2 separate regions of the Pan troglodytes genome follow, and region 1 is linked to region 2. A link is a contact called in public Hi-C data. All regions are on one chromosome and are shown on one strand. The core of a region is the stretch at or near the end of the contact, and the rest is flanking DNA. Distances in the headings are between cores, read along the strand shown.

The links. A called contact is a pair of places that touch in the nucleus more often than the background predicts.
Region 1: a contact with region 2 is called in a Hi-C map of stem cell-derived neural progenitor cells, with 2.3 times the contacts expected there. The contact joins two enhancer-like sites. A contact is called at or near these places in 2 of 7 Hi-C or Micro-C datasets (induced pluripotent stem cells and stem cell-derived neural progenitor cells).

The regions. Positions count from the first base shown.
Region 1 is chr20:19,166,536-19,170,686 of NHGRI_mPanTro3-v2.0_pri, reverse strand. C19H19orf44 (chromosome 19 C19orf44 homolog) reads right to left here. Exons shown (of 9, transcript XR_008540964.2): 5 at 1,658-2,147. Among named protein-coding and RNA genes, the nearest start is that of CALR3, 13 kb to the right of the region's middle. Within about 2 kb of position 1,851, at least 6 of the 24 cell types and tissues checked have an H3K27ac peak or open chromatin away from gene starts, as enhancers often do. A contact at or near this core is called in stem cell-derived neural progenitor cells, where this site is marked.
Region 2 is chr20:19,091,477-19,095,310 of NHGRI_mPanTro3-v2.0_pri, reverse strand. EPS15L1 (epidermal growth factor receptor pathway substrate 15 like 1) reads left to right here. Exons shown (of 24, transcript XM_063801310.1): 5 at 1,284-1,379; 6 at 2,149-2,211. Among named protein-coding and RNA genes, the nearest start is that of EPS15L1, 35 kb to the left of the region's middle. Within about 2 kb of position 2,145, at least 7 of the 24 cell types and tissues checked have an H3K27ac peak or open chromatin away from gene starts, as enhancers often do. A contact at or near this core is called in stem cell-derived neural progenitor cells, where this site is marked.

The DNA of each region.
Region 1 (4,151 bases), core at 602-3,101, 76 kb before region 2:
AGATTGTGCCACCGCACTCCAGCCTGGGCAACAGAGCGAGACCCCATCTCATAAAATAAAATTATATAAAATAAAATAACATGGGAATGTTTAAAAGAATGGGGCCTTTCCACCAGCAAGAGCCGAGACTGAAGCTGGGAATGAGAGAAATGCCCGAAGGCCAGGCATGGTGGCTTATGCCTGTAGTCCCAGCACCTTGGGGGGCCAACATGGGCAGGTGGAAGGATCACTTGAGCCCAGGAGTTCAAGACCAGGCTGGGGAACATAGTGAGACCCTGTCTCTACAAAGAACATTTTAAAATTATACAGGGGGCCAGGTGCGGTGGCTCACACCTGTAATCCCAGCACTTTGAGAGGCCAAGGCAGGCAGATCACGAGGTCAGGAATTTGAGACCAGCCTGGCCAGCATGGTGAAACCCCATCTCTACTAAAAATACAAAAATTATCTGGGCGTGGTGGCACATACCTGTAATCCCAGCTATTCAGGAGGCTGAGGCAGGAGAATCGCTTGAACCCAGGAGGTGGAGGTTGCAGTAAGCCAAGATTGCACCGCTACACTCCAGCCTGGGCAAGAGAGTGAGACTCCATCTCAAAAAAAAAAAAGATACAGGGCCGGGTGCAGTGGCTCACGCCTGTAATCCCAACACTTTGGGAGGCTAAGGCTGACAGATTGCTTGAGCCCAGGAGTTTGAGACCAGGCTGGGCAATATGGCAAGACCCTGTCTCTACAAAAAATATAAAAATTAGCCAGGCATGGGGGCGCATGCTTGTAATCCTACTACTCAGGAGGCTGAGGTAGGAGGATCACCTGAGCCTGGGGAGGTTGAGGCTGCAGTGAGCTATGATTGGGTCACTGTACTCCAGCTTGGGCAACATAGCAAGACCCCATCTCTAAAAACAGAGTGAGAGAGAGAGAGAGAAATATCTGGAAAGTCACCCAGGGTGTTCATTCTCCAGGACAAAGGCATCCTGTGCACTGCGGGGTGTGGAATAGCACCCCTGGCCTCCACCCAGCAGATGCCGATAGCATTCCCCACCCCGAGTTGTGACAACTAATAATGTCTCCAGACCTTGCTGGAGTCCCCCCGTGAATCATCCTGTGGGAGGTGCTACCCTAGTCCTTGGTTCTGATCCTTCTGAATGCTTCAGGGCTAGGAAGACATCGGGACACACGAGGGCGGCTGTCCCTCGTCCATGGAAGAGGAAATGGTGAGCCAAGGTCCCTAGGTGACTTTTATTTTTTTTGAGACAGAGTCTCATTCTGTCACCCAGGCTGGAGTGCAGGGGCATCATCTCAGCTCACTGCAACCTCCACCTCCCGGGTTCTTCTCAAGCCTCAGCTTCCTGAGTAGCTGGGATTACAGGAACACACCACCACAGCCAGCTAATTTTTGTATTTTTAGTAGAGAAGAGGGTTCCCTGTGTTGGCCAGACTGGTCTTGAACTCCTGACCTCAAGTGATCCTCCCGCCTCGGCCTCCCAAAGTGCTGGGATTACAGGCGTGAGCCACCTTGCTTGGCCAACCCCTCCAGGTGATTAATAACAAGAGCCCAAATCTCAGGAACCTGAGCTCTCCCACGTGTCTCCCAGGATGCTGTAAACCACACGCTGAGCTCCTGTCCCGGCTGCCCCGGCCCCCACGGGCCCCAAGGCTTACCCTTGGTCCACTCGTAGGTGAAGGCGGGATCTGGCGTCTGCACAGCTGTGTCCTTCACAAGCACTCTTGTCACGTGCCTGCCCGACTTTTTCCTAGACTCGGCTGTTTGCGGAAGGTCTGTCTTCACACTTGAAGAGGATTCAGACAAAGCATCCAGTGTTCTGTCAAGAGACTCCTTGGAATGGGCGGTTGGCTCAGATGCTGTCAGACTTGGAGAGTTTTCAAAATCCTCCGAATAAGCTGAGCTGACTGTGTTCACCATGGGGGCTTCAGATGGTGGCTGCATGCTGGAAGTGCTGTCCTGCTGGATGGCAGAAGCCGAGCTGGCACTGAGATGCTCCGAGACCTCGCTCTCATCCCCCTCTGCAGAGGCGGCCTTTCCCTGTGATGCCCAGCTCCTCGCCTGGGCCTGCCTCGGGGCATCCTGCCCAGTGGACGCCTCGGCTCTGAAGATTTTGCCAGCTGTTTTTTCTCTCTGAGCACTTTCCTCCTAAAATGAAGAATGGCAGAGGTGGCTGGGAAGTGTTTTGGAAATATCAACATGCTAGGAACACTGCACTCCTAGGAGCTGGGGACCTGCGGCACTCCCGCAGACAAGGGGACACACCAGGTCCTCATTAGATGTGGGCACGGAGTATTCTAAACAGAACTGTGGCATCTTCAGTACGGCATGTCCCCGGGGCTGCAGGAATCCTGATGGTGTGACGCATGCTTAGGTGGCACGTGGATGGCATTTAACATTTCATCATGGACTTAAGGACTTTAGGTGGTTGAGACGGTAGGATCCTTTGAGCTCAGGAGTTCAAGACCTGCCTGGGCAACACAGCAAGACCCTACCTCTATAAGAAAAAAAAAAAAATTAAAAAATTTTCAGCCGGGCACAGTGGCTCATGCCTATAATCCCAGCACTTTGGGAGGCCAAGGCGGGCAGATCACCTGAGGTTGGGAGTTTGAAACCAGCCTGACCAACATGGAGAAACCTCGTCTCTACCAAAAATACAAAATTAGCCAGACATGGTGGCACGTATCTGTAATCCCAGCTACTCGGCAGGCTAAGGCAGGAGAATCACTTGAACCCAGGAGGCAGAGGTTATGGTGAGCTGAGATCACACCATTGCACTCCGGCCTGGGCAACAAGAGCAAAACTCTATCTCAAAAAAAAAACATTTCATCATGGACTGATGAAATGTTAGGTGGCTGAGGCGGCAGGATCCTTTGAGCTCAGGAGTTCAAGACCTGCCTGGGAGACATAGCAAGACCCTACCTCTGTAAGAAAAAAAATATTTTAAAAATTAAGCTTCATCATGCCTGGGGGCAATGGCTCACACCTGTAATCTCGGCACTTTGAAAGGCCGAGGCAGGAGGATTGCTTGAAGCTGGGAGTTCAAGACCAGCCTGGACAACCCAGCCGGTCCATATCTCTACAAAAAAAAAAAAAATTAGCCAGGCATGGGTGCACGCTTGTAGTCTCAGCTACTCAGGAGGCTGGGCAGGATTGCTTGAGCCTAGGACATCGAGGATGAAGGGAGCCATGATCCCCCAACTGCATTCCAGCCTGAGTGAGACCTGTCTCAAAAATAAATAAATTGGGCCAGGCATGGTGGCGCATGCCTGTAATCCCAGCACTTTGGGAGGCCGAGGTGGGTGAATCACCTGAGGTCAGGAGTTGGAGACCAGCCTGGCCAACATGGTGAAACTATCTCTACTAAAAATACAAAAATTAGTGGGGTAGGGTGGCGGGTGCCTGTAATCCCAGCTACTCAGGAGGCTGAGGCACAAGAATTGCTTGAAACCAGGAGGTAGAGGTTGCAGTGAGCTGAGATTGTGCCACTGTAGTCCCAGCCTGGGCGACAGAGCGAGACTCTGTCTCAAAAAAATAATAATAAGGCCGGGCATGGTGGCTCACGCCTGTAATCCCTGCACTCTGGGAGGCCGAGGCGGGCGGATCACGAGGTCAGGAGATCGAGACCATCCTGGCTAACACAGTGAAACCCCATCTCTACTAAAAATACAAAAAAAATTATCCGGGCCTGGTGGTGGGCGCCTATAGTCCCAGCTACTCGGGAGGCTGAGGCAGGAGAATGGTGTGAACCCAGGAGGCGGAGCTTGCAGTGAGCTGAGATCACACCACTGCACTCCAGCCTGGGCAGCAGAGCGAGACTCTGCCTCAAAATAATAATAATAATAATAATAATAATAATAATAATAATAATAGGCCGGGCGCAGTGGCTCATGCCTGTAATCCCAGCACTTTGGGGGGCCGAGGCAGGTGGATCACTTGCAGTCAGGAGTTCGAAACCAGCCTGGCCAACATGGTGAAACCCCGTCTCTACTAAAATATACAAAAATTAGCTGGGCGTGGTGGCAGGGGACTTAATCCCAGCTACTTGGGAGGCAGAGGCAGGAGAATCGTTTGAACCCGGGAGGTGGAGGTTGCAGTGAGCCGAGATCGAGCCATTGCACTCAAACCTGGGGGATAAGAACAAGACTTCTC
Region 2 (3,834 bases), core at 896-3,395:
CTTTGAAGACACTTTTAAAACTGTTAACAGTATTTATAGCTTTAAAAGTATCCATGTTCTTAGGCCAGTTAATAAAAAAAAAAAAACAAGCTAAGTGATCCCTCACAAGTCCACTGAGCCTTTGTGTGGTGGGTCCTGGGTTAGGAGGGAGGCACCTGACAGCCTAGTTCAACTTCCTTCCCGTGTCTAGGTGGGGTCCACGTCAGGCCACTGGGGGTGGGCAGGGGACGTTCCATTCAACGAGGCCGAGGGGATCGTGGTGAACCACAGATATGAGTTTCTGACCAACCGTGTGTATTTATGACTGCTTTAAAAAAAATTCAACACATAGCCAGGTGCAGTGGCTCATACCTGTAATCCTAGCTACTCAGGAACTAAGGCAGGAGGACAGGAATTTGAGACCAGCCTGGGCAACATAGTGAGATCCCACCTCTAAAAAAATAAGTAAAAACTTAGCTGGGCATAGTGGTGCACACCTGTGGTCCCAGCTACTCAGGAGGCTGAGGCAGGAGGATCGCTTGAGCCCATGAGTTTGAGGTTGCAGTGAGCTGTGATTGCGCCACTGCACTCTGGGTGACAGAGTGAGACCCTATCTCTAAAACAAACAAAAATTCGGCACATATTTGGTCCATCATTCGTAACCTTAACCATGTTTAACTTTGTTGCTTTATACAACCTAACATTTCCTAAATGTTGGGAGCTCATAGTTTTTGGAAAATATATGCATCTGAAATTTTACAGATTTCCAGATGCAGTGGAATAAGTCCATTTTATTTTATTTTATTTATTTATTTTGAGACGGAGTTTTGCTCTTTTTGCCCAGCCTGGAGTGAAGTGGCATGATCTTGGCTCACTGCAGCCTCCACCCTCTGGGTTCAAGTGATTCTCCTGCCTCAGCCTCCCAAGTAGCTGGGATTTCAGGCACCTGCCACCACGCCTGGCTGATTTTTATGTTTTTAGTAGAAATGAGGTTTCGCCATGTTGGCCAGGCTGGTCTCGAACTCCTGACCTCAGGTGATCCACCTGCCTCGGTCTCCCAAAGTGCTAGGATTACAGACATGAGCCACCACACCTGGCCGGGATAAGTCCATTTTAGTGTATTCATTTAAGCGATGTCCCCAAGGTGAGTCCAGTTCAGCCCAACGCTCCAAGGGGTTTTTGCACGGATGGTCTTCATTGTTGAAGTGCACATCCTCTTTCCCTGAAGCCTGCTGTTAGAGACAGCTCCCCCTACCCTCACTGGCGATGTGCTGTTTACTCCTTCCCTTTCTTTGGACTTGCAGGGTTTCTATGTTGCACTGAGACTGGTGGCCTGTGCACAGAGTGGCCATGAAGTTACCTTGAGCAATCTGAATTTGAGCATGCCACCGCCTAAATTTGTGAGTGTCCAAGTCCTTCAAGTTCACATTCTTCTAATACCAGATGTGTGTGTGTGTGTATGTGCATGTGTGTATGTGCATGTATATTTCCATGTTTTCTCTAGCCTTCCCCTTTTATTGTGGTGAAATTCACATAATAGAAAATTAATAATTTTAAAGTGAACTATTTAGTGGTATTTAGTGCATTTACAGTGTTGTGTCTTCATTACCTCTGTCTAGCTCCAGAACATTTTCATCCCCCCGCAAGGAGACCCCATCCACATTAAGTAATCACTCCTTGTCTCCCCCTCCCAGTCTCTGGCAACCACTAATTTTATTTCTGTCAATGGATTTGCCTGTTCTGGACATTTCCTATCAATGGATTCTCTAACATGGTCTTTTGTGTCTGGCCTCTCTCTCAGCATCGTGTTTTCAGGGTTCATCCATGTTGTAGAATGGATCAGTGTTTCCATATTCCATTTACTGGATGGACCACATCTTTATCCATTCATCTCTCTGGACATGTGGGTTATTTCCACCCTTTTGACTGTTGTGAATAGTGCTGCTACCAGCATTCATGTACAAGGATTTGTTTGGACATCCGTTTTTAATTCATTTGAGTCAATACGTAGGAGTGGAATTGCTGGGTCATGTGGTGATTCTGTGTTTAACTTTGTGAAGTCTTCCCTTTTTTGAAAGCACTTTGAAACGTGTATCCTTTTCAGCAAACCCACCCACCTATGATTTAATTCTGTGCCAGCCACAAAGGAATGTTTCTCTCTCTTCTCAGCACGACACCAGCAGCCCTCTGATGGTCACACCGCCCTCTGCAGAGGCCCACTGGGCTGTGAGGGTAAGTGAACGGGAATAGCTCCCTCCTTGGCTCTCCTTCAGATAGAATTGTTCCAGCAGTTGTTCTAGAATTGTTCTGGAATTGTTCTAGTTTGATGTTGTTCAGAACATTTTATAGGATGATTGTGTCAGCTCTTCTGTCTCAGTGTGAGTGGCCACAGCACTTGGATGAAACGCCTCTTCTAATGAACACCTTTTACAAAGGCTGTGGCCCTTCACTGGAATTGGGAGTTGCCTACCTGGACAACTAAGTGTCAGGAGTTGGATTATTAAAGGGCTGCAGTTTAAATCTTGCATCTTTAGGTCACATTCTGTGGTTTTTGCTGCTTGTGTTGGTTATTCAGAATAGAAGAGGAAACGGTGAGAGCTTGCAAGCACGTGGACCCCCAAATGTGTCCCTTGCTTTCTGGCTTCTTTCCAGCCACTTTGCATGTTACCATTCTTTCCTCCCTGATGTTCTGATTGCTTTGTGAAAAGCCTCTCTCAGCACTTGAAGTGTTATTTTTAAAACAGAGGATGTTGTGGCTGGAAAGATAAGCTACTGCTTCCAGAAAGAAGAAAAAAAACGAGGGCTGTCTTCTAAGTACAGAATTCCTTCTAAAGGAAGTGAGCATGGTCCCTCCAGATAACATGAGGCCTCCTCACCTTCCCTTCACTTTCAGACTGTCACATTTCCTCACGTTTATGTGGCTTAAATCCTGACATGAATAACACTCTTGCTCTCAAATAAAGGTCCCAAGCACTTTCGTCCCATGTTTACACGGTTGGTTTGCTCCCTTCTTGGAGAGGTCATGGGCTGGGTGGGGGTATCTGTGCAGGGAGAGGACATGAAGATATGTCATGTGACCGAGGAGTCATGCAGTCACCTCTGTCATCAAGCACTTTGCCAGTGGCAATCACTGTGGTGAAGGGTTTCTCCCTGTCACCCAGCGCATTGTGTGGACTTTGAAAAAGAGCTACTTTGTCATGGGAAACAGTGCCAAGAGATCTTATACTTTAAAATGTGATGGCTCTTTTCCACCAGGGGTTATGTCCAGGCCTCACTGGAAGAGCTGGGACTGAGGGGCCTGGGGACCTCGCAGAGAGGAGTCAGGGAGCGCAGGACCAGATGCTGTAATTGGGGTGTACTGTGGTCAAGAGAGATTCTGCATTCCATTCACAGCCACAGTCAGAAAGAACAAGCCCGAAGTGCCAAGTGTTTGTTTCCGTTGTGAACATTTCTGGGCTTCTGAAGGCACTGAGTCAGCAAGTCCGATGGCCAGGAGAGGATCCCAGGCCCCCGAGAAAGACCTGCAGCGCTCAGCTTCTTAGCACCAACAGCCGTGAGAGCATGCGGTGTCTGCTGGTGATCTCATCTCTGTGACTGAGGGCTCTGTCTTGGTTTTTGTCTTTTAAAAATTAAAAAATTTTTATTGTGGTTGAAAGACACATCACGTAACATTTACCATCTTAACCATTTCTAAGTGTACAGTTCAGGAATGTTAAGTTTCCTTTGGAGGGTGGAACAGACTGGAAGCCACTGCCTCACTCATGGCCCCTTTTACGGGCTGCCTGCCCTGTGTCTTTCAGAACAGCAGGAACTGTGACTCCCCATCCTAATGCTGCACCTTCCCTCTGTTCATGA